3 separate regions of the Hordeum vulgare genome follow, and all the other regions are linked to region 2. A link is a contact called in public Hi-C data. All regions are on one chromosome and are shown on one strand. Each heading gives the region's core, a stretch centred on a gene start, on an enhancer-like site or on the middle of the called end of the contact. The rest is flanking DNA. Distances are from core to core; before and after follow the strand shown. Region 1 holds the start of LOC123395571 (vegetative cell wall protein gp1-like). Region 2 has its middle 130 kb from the start of LOC123395714. Region 3 has its middle 180 kb from the start of LOC123397542.

Region 1 (3,288 bases), core at 358-2,857, 500 kb after region 2:
TTTACATGCTGTTTAGGGACAAATTCAAATGCTTCAAAAAATATTCATATCTTCTAAACCCTAACTCCATTATCAACATCTTACATATGAGAATTGATTAGAAAAATGCGTAGAATCTAAATATGATGTTGTTTCACATGTTAATATTTTAACAATGCTATATTTAGAATGCAACATTAATCAGCAGTGAGTGACGTGTCTTTCTTTTGTATCGGTGTCAATTTAAATTAGGAATGAACACCTCAACAAAAACAAATTAGAGATGAAAGAAATCATCTACGACCATGCATGTTCGAGAGTGAGAAGAAGGATAAACAACAAGACTAATACGATGTCATGTTAAAATAAGGGAAATGTTTATACACGGCACCTCGGCCGAACCGTTTCGGCCGGACGCACCGTGTTTGTCCGATCTGGGCGGATCGCGCGCGTCCCCTCTCTACACGTCGCCGACGCCCCCTCCCCTCACGGGGGCGTTGCCGTCGCGTGTGTCCCCTCTGCGCGGTCCGCCGTCGCCCCTCCCCCCGCGCAGGCACCGCCGCACTCCCTCGTGCCTTCGTTGGTGTCCCCTTTGCGCAGGACGCCGTCACCCCCCTCCCCCGCAAGCGCCGTCGCACGTCCTCGTAACCTTCGCTGGCGCTGCTGCAAAACCACCATCGCCGGTGCTCGGGCCGAGCCACGGGGGAGATGCCATGGTTGCCTCCTTCCATGGACGGATCTGTGTGTATGCATCTATTAAAAAAAGCTACAAGCAGTGTGCAAAAAGCTTCAAACGGCATAAAAAAGCTTCAACCGTTGATAAAAAAAGTTACAACCACGTCCGTGAGAGTTGCAATCAAACTTCGACGGAGTTGTACCCGGAGTTGCAACCATGATAAAAAATGCTGCAACCATTATAAAAATTTGCTACATCAGTCATTCTTTTTTGTTGCAACCGTATTATTTTTTTGCTACAACCGTTGACATGGGCGAGTTGCAACCATGATAGAAAAATGTTGCAACCATTATACAAATTTGCTACATCTGTCGTTCTGTTTTGTTGCAACCGTATTGTTTTTTACAAGGGTTGCAACCATGAGCGCACGCTGCTGCATCCAGGAGGTTAGACATGCACGAAGGCGACATAGGTGAGGGCGGCGACCAGCAGCGACCGACGGTGAGGGCGACCAGTGGTGAGGAGGCGAGGTGAGGCGGTCGGCGCGTGCTGGGGCGTCGGGGCCTGCGAGACGGGCCTTTTCCCTTTCGTGTACGAGAGGTTGAAGATATAGGAGGTTGGGAACGACGGGATCTGACGGCTCGAGGTATCAAATCTGACAGCTGGAGCACTACCGACCCAACAGTTGGGCCGACGCGCCGGTGGAGAGTGCTGCCCTTAAAATAAAGAGCGTGAACCTACTAAGGTTTTGAGTCACGATTATTATGTTTGAAGCATGTGATATTTTTTCTTTGTTAACAGACTCTTTTACTAGTACTTTAAAAGGAAATTCTTGCCCGTTGATCTAGCATTGCTCGTACGCGCGGGGCCGGCCAGTCCGTCTCCAAATGTTTCCCACAAAAGAATCTGGTGAAGAAAAGAAGTGACTCTACCACACACGGAAGCTGGCCAGTCGTCAGTGTGCGCCTCTTTTTACACTACTGCTACCCAGCTTCGCTCTCTGCTATTCTCACACAACCCAAACCCCAAGCGCACCCATCAGCTTGCCTTGAGTGCTGCCATGGCTCGCCTCCTCCCTCTCCTTCTCGCCATCTTCCTCCTCGCCGCCACCACCGCCCACTCCCAGTCTCCTGCCGCCGCGCCCTCCTCCTCCTCCCACTCCGGCGCCGTCGCCCAGTCCCCCACTGCCGCCTCTCCAACCACCACAGGTACCCCAGTCCCTTCATCGTCCCAAAACCCCATCTCCACCTCCCCCGCCGCCTCCCCCTCCCACGCCAGCACCAAGATCACCTCGCCGGCCGCTGCCCCCGTGCAGGCCACCGCTCCACCAGCATTGCCTCCCCCCACACCCGCCCCCGTAAGCTCCCCGTCGCCCACATTACCGGTCCCGGCCACCGCGCCGGCAACGTCTCCCCCGGCACCGGCGCCCGTCACGGCCGCTCCCACATCGCCGCCACCGATGGCTGCGCCGGCTCTCTCTCCCCCCGCGCTCGCCCCCGCGCCGGCACTGTCGACGTCCCCTCCGGCCCTCGCGCCGGCGCCCGTCGTCGTCCCCGCCCCGGCTCCGTCGCCGAGCAAGAAGCCCAAGACCAAGAAACACGTGGCCCCCGCCGCGTCCCCCCTATCCGCCGCTTCGTCGCCGACCACCGGCCGCGGCCTCGCCCCCGGGCCCGGCCCCTCCGCCGCCGACATGTCGGTACGTATCCCCGCACCCATTTACTACCGCACTGCTACACGATCCACGTACACGCGCTTGACGGATCCCTGCCGGCGGATTCCAAACCCGGCGCGCTAAACCGGATTTGATGGCCTCTGCCTCGCGCCCGCCTGCAAGGGCCCGTGTGTCAGCGAGTGGACGTCCGGTCAACAAGACCACCCGGACCCACCCTGCACGCATGGGAGATTAATACCCTCTGGACACGTGGAGCCATCCAAGTGGTGGTCCATTTTCATTACGCTAGTAATATTAGTACTTCCTCCATCTCAGCATGTATCTAGCTTGTCGATTTGACCAACTTAATGATAAACATATATTAAAAAGAATATATCATTAAAAACTTTATATGTTTTATTTTTTAATGATATAATTTTTATATTAAAAATAAATTTTATATAAGTTAAATTAACGACCTAGGTACACACACTACTCTATTATTTTTTAGCTGCTCACTGTCTGACTGCAACCTTGGCCCTACTTGCAGAGCGACGCGGCGCGAGACCACCACAAGGCTACGGGTACGGGAGGAGCGGCGCTGCTGATGGTGGTTCTCGTTTCGCTGACGCTGGGCCCGGCGCTGGCCTGAGCTACCTGAGGATGGCGGGTGGGGTCACTCGTCAGGCTGTCCACCGGCCGCTGTTACTATCGCTGCCACTGTTATTACCACTACTATTAGCGTCGGCGCCACTGTTCCAACCACTAGGCCTACTCCACTAATTTTTGCTTGGACCCTGTCAGCTGCATCTGATCTGCAGCACACCGTTGCTACTTCGATATTATTATTATCTTATTACCATGCTCTCTAGCTTATTTACCACTGCATTGCAATGGACACTTTGGATGTGCGTTATATAGTTGTGCGAGTGATTGTGAGTCAATCTGGAAGCCTGGTTGTTTGCTATCGTTGTGAATCTTG
Region 2 (3,231 bases), core at 596-3,095:
CTGACTTTTAATTCCTTTAAGGACCTATTTTGCACTTCAACATTTAGATAACTTTTTCTAAAAATTCTACAAAAAATTTAGGTGACACGTGATGTCCCTGAACAAATTTTATGCAAAAACATATCCAAGTGTTTTGAAAAAATATGAGCTCATTAAGTCCTTTTCTTTTCTGGCCCAAATTGGTATTTGTACTACAACCTCTAGATATAACCTTTCAAAAATTCTATAAAAATTTGGGGATGTCAAGTAATGCATGTAATTCACTTTTATGCTAAAACCCAACTTGGTGCTTTGGAAAAATTTAGCAAAACAACTCTTTTTTGTTTTTGTCCACTTTGGTACTTTGTACTACAACCATGTTTTGCTTTGATCCATTTGTCTTGAGAGTTCTACTCCTAGTATTCCACCCAAGAAAACCCTTAATTCCATGAGATGAGATCCATTGGGATATTTTTTGCCCATGTTTTAATGCCCCATGTTTCTGACCACAAAAGGTTTTCTCCAAAATTTGTACTAACAAATTTCTCCTTTGATGTAACTAACCTTGCCATCATGAATAACCCCCAGAGAGACCCTGGTCTGGAGTTTGTGGACACTAACAAATCCCATTAGAGACCTGTCGCAATTCATCAAGCACCTGTAGTGCATGGCGAATTCTGGCATAGTTCCAATGCTCCACTCAGAGTTTGATGGCCTGACCAAACCACCATGTCTAGCAGGTTTTCTCTAACACCTAGTATATCTGTGTTAAGTTTGAGCCTCATTGTAGTCATTTTTAGAGTGCCGACATTTCGCCGAGCACCTTGCGAGTGTGCTGTGGGCGTGTCCAGGGCGCGTCTTCTGCATGCCTTCGCACCGAGCTGCCGTGTCACCAACCCCGAGCCCTGGCCTCTTTCCCTCACGCAGTGCCACGCCCCTCGACCTCTCCGAGCCACGGGAGCCGTCCCGACCGCCACCTGCAGCCCCGCAGCACCGCCGGCAGAGCTCCCTTGGCAGCTAGTTGTAAGCTATGGATGGTACCGGACATGGCAGCGTCACCCAAGCCATCCCTGACCGCCAGCTGCCCCTGGTCTCCTTTCCCTTGCACCACCTAATGTTGCTAAGTCCTGCTGCTGCCCTACTGCACTCTCCTACTGCCCGTGCCGCAATCAAGCGCAGCCGTCGCCGGCAAGGTGATGTGGCTGACGCCCGCTTCGGTCGTGCCGTGGCCAGAGCCACCCAGGCATTTCCCTTGTGCCGATAGCTCTTGGACCACCCTTGGAGTAGCCTAGAGCCCCGCCACATTGCCTCGGCAATAATGGAGGCGTACGACGATGACTACCGTCATTCTTATCCCCGGAGCCGCGGGAACCGACTCTCCCGGCCTTTTTAAAGCCCCCTCCCCGAGTTCTAGCAGAGTAGAGTTCCTCCCCCAACCGTAGGAAGCCCCGACCAGCATCAATTCAACCAGAGACGGTCACATTGCCCACCTCCGACAGAAATGGCCGCCGCCACCCTCCTGCTAAATTCCGGCGTTCCGGAGCTTCCCCCTCTCCATAACCTCACTTATAGCCTAAACATGGCCTCTAGAACCCATTCCAATCGCCAAATTTAGCCGGGATCCGCCATAGACCAAAGTTCCAGCGTGCCGAAGCTCCACCCACCTTTGGTGAAACTCTGCTCACTCTAGAGCTTCCCCGAGGTTCTATCCCCCTCCCTGCGATGCGGATTTCTTCCCTGAGCTCGTGGATGGGCCGAGCGGCAGGAACGGTGCCCTGTGCTGCCGGCAATCATCGCCGGAGTCGTGTCTGCCACTGTCCCGTGTGCGCGGGAGGAAGGAGAAGAACCGGACAGGCGGGCCCCGTCTATCGGTGAATCAACCGATGCCAAGTGGCGCAGCCCCGCCTTTACGCTTTCCCTATTAGGAGACGTTCTCCTGTAAGTGTGCGTCCCCTTCTGAAAGCGTATTCCTTCCTAAGCGCTTTTATTTTCTGATTTAATTAAAAATAGAGTTTGACCAAAACTTTGACTAGCTCTAACTTTTAAAGAAAATTCTGATTGGACTGATTCTTTTTCCTACCTCTCTCAAATTGCATCTAGTTTATTTTAAGATTTATTTCAAAAATATTGAAACAACTTTTGTGTGCTATTTGAATTTGTGTGTTAATTCAAATATTTTCAAAATTGGATGTGTAAAAGAGGAGACTCACTTCAAGAATTTCGGGGTGCCACCAACTTCCTCAACTCCAAAGGCAAGCATCATGAACCTTGATATATTTTAGTGGTGTGTGGTTTGCTTGTTGTAGTAAGCCTTATGGTTATATTAAATAAGTGGTGATATTTCAGGTGGTAATCATGCATGTGGCTATATGATCAAAAGTACAATTATTGCATGATTGAGATGCTTGGGATAGTAGTCACATTCGTCTGCCACACATGCTTACCGGATGGGATCCAAAGAGAGTCGGGTCTCGTGGAGATACGATTTTGGAACTGACATCTCGTGGGACGAGAATGTTCACCGGGGCATGTTGGGGCACGAAGGGTAGTGACTCTGTTTGCAGGAAACACTTTGATGGTGCTAATAATGCAGGGGATAAGTTGAACCTCGTGAGTCGACCGTAGATCAAGTCTTGTCAGTGCGTCACCTTAACCCATCCGTGCTGCCACATGTCTTCCTGAAAGGGAATATGGTTCAGTAGGTCGTAAACCTATTACCAGGTACACAACAAGTAGAGGGGCCGGGATGAAGGTATCCATGGTCGTGGACTAAATCCAGTCATCCGGTCACGGGACATGGGTGTTTTTGGTTTGGGATCGAGAGGGAAGAGATCTTCCCTTGTAGCGTGCGGTATAAATTTGATCCCATGCTAGTCGAGGTCGGAGCCTCTCCGTCTTATGGTTTTTCCCTGGCAGCGTAGTCCGGGTGAAGCCGGACTTCGCGGGGGTAAAAATGGGTGTGTACTAGTTCTGATTGCTTACTTATGACAAACCATACACGGGATTAGTCCGAATGATTATTTGGAACCCGTGGGCTGTGGGAAAAGAGTACACCCTGTGTAGAGTCAAAACTATTCGAGTAGCTGTGTCCACGGTCAAGGATGAGTGTTGACTAGTCAAGTGTCGGTCCAAGTGTCGATCTTCGGAGGAAGTTAACAAAATTGTGAAACAAATCATGAAATATGGTGGATGATCATATCTATTATTTTTCTATGGAGTGACCCCTATGATTATGTTGAATATCCCTAGGAC
Region 3 (3,217 bases), core at 645-3,144, 430 kb before region 2:
GGCTTTTTCATTGTTTTGGTAGCTTTTCCGCTTCGATTTCTGTTGTCTTGAGTTTCATACTGATCTATGTCTCTGGTTTCGTCATGGTTGTCTTTGTTCGGCCTGCTTTTCTTTTTTGGGTTTTTCATTTAAAAAAAAAGGTAAAGAGGTTTAAAAAATTATGAAAAAATTAAAAGTGTTCAAACTTAAAAAAAATGATCAAGTTTCTTTCAAAAAATATTCACAAAAATTAAAATAGGTTCACTATTTTTAGAAAATGCCTCTATTCTCATGAAAGGCTGATGCAAAAACCCGTGAAACCAAAAGACCAGATAAAAATTGCTAGAAACCAATTAGTGACAGCATGGACCGACCCATATAGCGATCGACTGGACTATTTCGAAATGTCAGGATATGCTACGTATTTCTGGGCCGGTCCAACAGGGGACTGCCGTGAGCGTCAGTTTGATTAGGCAGCGATGAACGCGCGGAATAGGAGGTCTTCATAAGGACCTTCTAATGGGCTTTTAAATATTAAAAGAAGTCCACTAGCCTGGCTTTGTTAGGGCATCTCCAACAGTTTGTTGGTTAGGTTGTTGGTAAAATATGCCATGTCATCAACCAACACCTTAACATACAACTACTTCAATGGGTTGTATCTAGTTTGCCCAATAAGATGTGATGTAATAAATAAGGTGCTCTCTCATTCTACATTAGAGCTTGTGCAAGGGTGTTGGTTAATTTACATACAACCTTGCTCTCTTTCCTCATTTATTGCATGACACATCATCAAAAATCATATGTGTCAAAATTACCAACAACTATCTTACAACCATTGGAGATGCCCTTACATGCTGTTGTATACACGACGAGGAGTCCATCGAAAATCGAAAATAATATCTCAGTGCACCTCGGGCGCTTCCGGAGTGAGGCAAATCTTTATTCACAGTGCGACTCTCAAGAGCGAAAATTGTGAGATTTCGGCTGCAATATCATGGCCGTGGACCGGTTCATCAAAAGGGTAAGATACTAGGAAGGGTGTGTCTAGGTCTCAGTCGACTAAGTCTTAGTCAAGTGGTATAGTAGTATGCAAGAAGAAAAAACTACAAAAAATTATCTACACGAATCTCAATGCAAAATCAACGAATTATAGTATCGATTGAGACCAGAGAAGTCTCAGTGAACTGATTTTTAGAGCATCTCCAACAGAAACAGTAAAACCGCACTGCGCGTGACAAATCGTCAAAATGATGCGTTCGCGCCTCCGTGCGCTCTTCAGCAGTGGTGGTAAAATAGCGCGCGCAAAAAATTTGGTCCCCGCGCGGGGGGTTAAGTGGCAGCACGCGTTTTAAATGCCGCGTCCAGTATAGCTTGCGCCACTCACCGTCCACTTCTCTTCCCCCCTCTCTCTCTTCTGCATTTTATCTAACGCCTGTTGGAGTGCGTTGTATCCAGCGTTTTAATTTGACGCCTTCGTTGAACCGCACCACCGTCGCGTGCGGGAAAGTAATGAATGTAGCGTTCGATAAAAGAAATGCCGCGCGTGAATTAAGAGTGTTTGTTGAAGATGTTCTTAGCAAAACCGTACTAGGAAAACATGGCAAGCCTCTATTTCAATCCTACTGAGTGCCGACGAGATGTGCACCGCCAAAGATGTTCATCTTTCTTGCTCTTCCCGCCGAAGCAGAACGATACTCTGTCTTCGTCAGCCTAGCATTGCCATGGTCAAATGCACGCGGCTACGACTACGATACTACACCGAACGAGCGCGACAAACAAGCACGCCGAACCCCGTGCGACCTCATCACGAAACGCGCTGCAGCTAGCCGCCGAGGCAAGCGTCAGGCCTATGCGCTGCGCTAGCCAGCCAGCCGCTGCATGCATGCATGCAAGCTAATTTGGGCTTTTAACGGCCAGTATATCCCTGTCCGGTAGCCATCGGAAGGGAGCTAAGCTAAACTAAATTAAACGCCAGCTTCGGGCCAAGATCGGTCCGATGACGTACGGCCTTGGGGTTGGACATCGGTACGTGATCCGTAGCGGCCAGCGCCGATGCAGCCATGCATGGCATGCAGCCCTGTCTATACGTGCCTGTCGGATGTCCGTCCGTTCAGAAAGCGGCATAGCTAGACTTGCTTGCCTACCGTCCCTAGCCGCAGCGCATATGCATGCATACCTACGGGCGGCGTTAGAGGAAGTACAATAGTATAACCATCTGCTGTGTCATTGTCATGTCATCTATAGCCATTTTATAGCTAACATGTACAATATTCATTATAAAAGTGTATTACTTCTTCATTATATGATCCATCTTTCATACTCACAAAATGCCTAGGAGCACGTGCTAGAGCTGGCTCTTAGCTAAGAGCCCGCTTACCTTCTCTCCCCTCTTTTTTTTCTTCTAACTGAACAAAAATATATTAGTTTATTCCTTATAGCCAGCTGACTCAGCTTTATTGTACTTGCTCTTATACTGATGACAGGCATATGCATACATGCTATGCTTCGACTTCGATATTTGCATCACGATGCCTGCGGATTTCGGCTTAATTTGTAGATTTCTTTGGCTTAATTTGTCCTGGTCTGACTGCGAATTTAGCACACACATTTGTCCTCCACCTAACTAAAAGCATCTTCAGCAGAACCCCTAAAACACTCCTGGCCTGTAAAACTCGGGCCGATATACGGTTTTAGGGCAACGGAGAGGCCGGAAGCTCGAGCAAAGCCGATGGTATGATTGTTGCCAGTGTAATTACACATAGGTCAAGGTTCTAACTCAATTTACTCTTGTTGGATCAAATCTTTGTGAATGGTTTAAATAGAGTGGATCAAGCCCAGTCAGTATACTCCGTGATTTTACCTAGAGTGGATCAAATCTTTGTGGAGTATTGTTTATTGGTTTATTTATCTTGTTTTCCATTTTCATCTATATAGAGTTATAGACAGTATATATCAATATATTGGCGTTGATTTCACGCTGCGCCTGTAATGAGCTGCAGCAAGCCTATTTCGTAGTAATATCTACCTATCTTGAACCTCACTACTCCTGGCTTCTTTCATTCGTCAACACACACCCAATCAACCAACAGCCAACCAAGAAAAGAAGAACATGATTAGCTAAGATCGCGGTAAAATCCTGGCAAAACGTACGAATCCAGTAAATCCTGACGCGGCCGGCCACCTTACACACATTTCACCCACCTCTTTTACTGCCCGCCTTACGATTAAAGTTACACCT

The links. A called contact is a pair of places that touch in the nucleus more often than the background predicts.
Region 1: a contact with region 2 is called in a Hi-C map of seedling, with 4 times the contacts expected there. The contact joins the promoter of LOC123395571 here to the enhancer-like site in region 2. A contact is called at or near these places in 3 of 6 Hi-C or Micro-C datasets (leaf and seedling).
Region 3: a Hi-C map of seedling shows a contact between it and region 2, with 4 times the contacts expected there. The contact joins two enhancer-like sites. A contact is called at or near these places in 1 of 6 Hi-C or Micro-C datasets (seedling) and 1 of 1 datasets of contacts at active chromatin or transcription factors (embryo).

The regions. Positions count from the first base shown.
Region 1 is chr5H:72,348,181-72,351,468 of MorexV3_pseudomolecules_assembly, forward strand. It overlaps LOC123395571 (vegetative cell wall protein gp1-like), which reads left to right and starts at 1,608. Exons shown (of 2, transcript XM_045090584.1): 1 at 1,608-2,351; 2 at 2,857-3,250. The coding sequence starts at 1,716. The coding sequence ends at 2,958.
Region 2 is chr5H:71,846,561-71,849,791 of MorexV3_pseudomolecules_assembly, forward strand. No RefSeq gene overlaps it. Among protein-coding and RNA genes, the nearest start is that of LOC123395714, 130 kb to the left of the region's middle. Within about 2 kb of position 1,846, at least 2 of the 3 cell types and tissues checked have open chromatin away from gene starts, as enhancers often do. A contact at or near this core is called in seedling, where this site is marked.
Region 3 is chr5H:71,415,822-71,419,038 of MorexV3_pseudomolecules_assembly, forward strand. No RefSeq gene overlaps it. Among protein-coding and RNA genes, the nearest start is that of LOC123397542, 180 kb to the left of the region's middle. Within about 2 kb of position 1,895, at least 3 of the 3 cell types and tissues checked have open chromatin away from gene starts, as enhancers often do. A contact at or near this core is called in seedling, where this site is marked.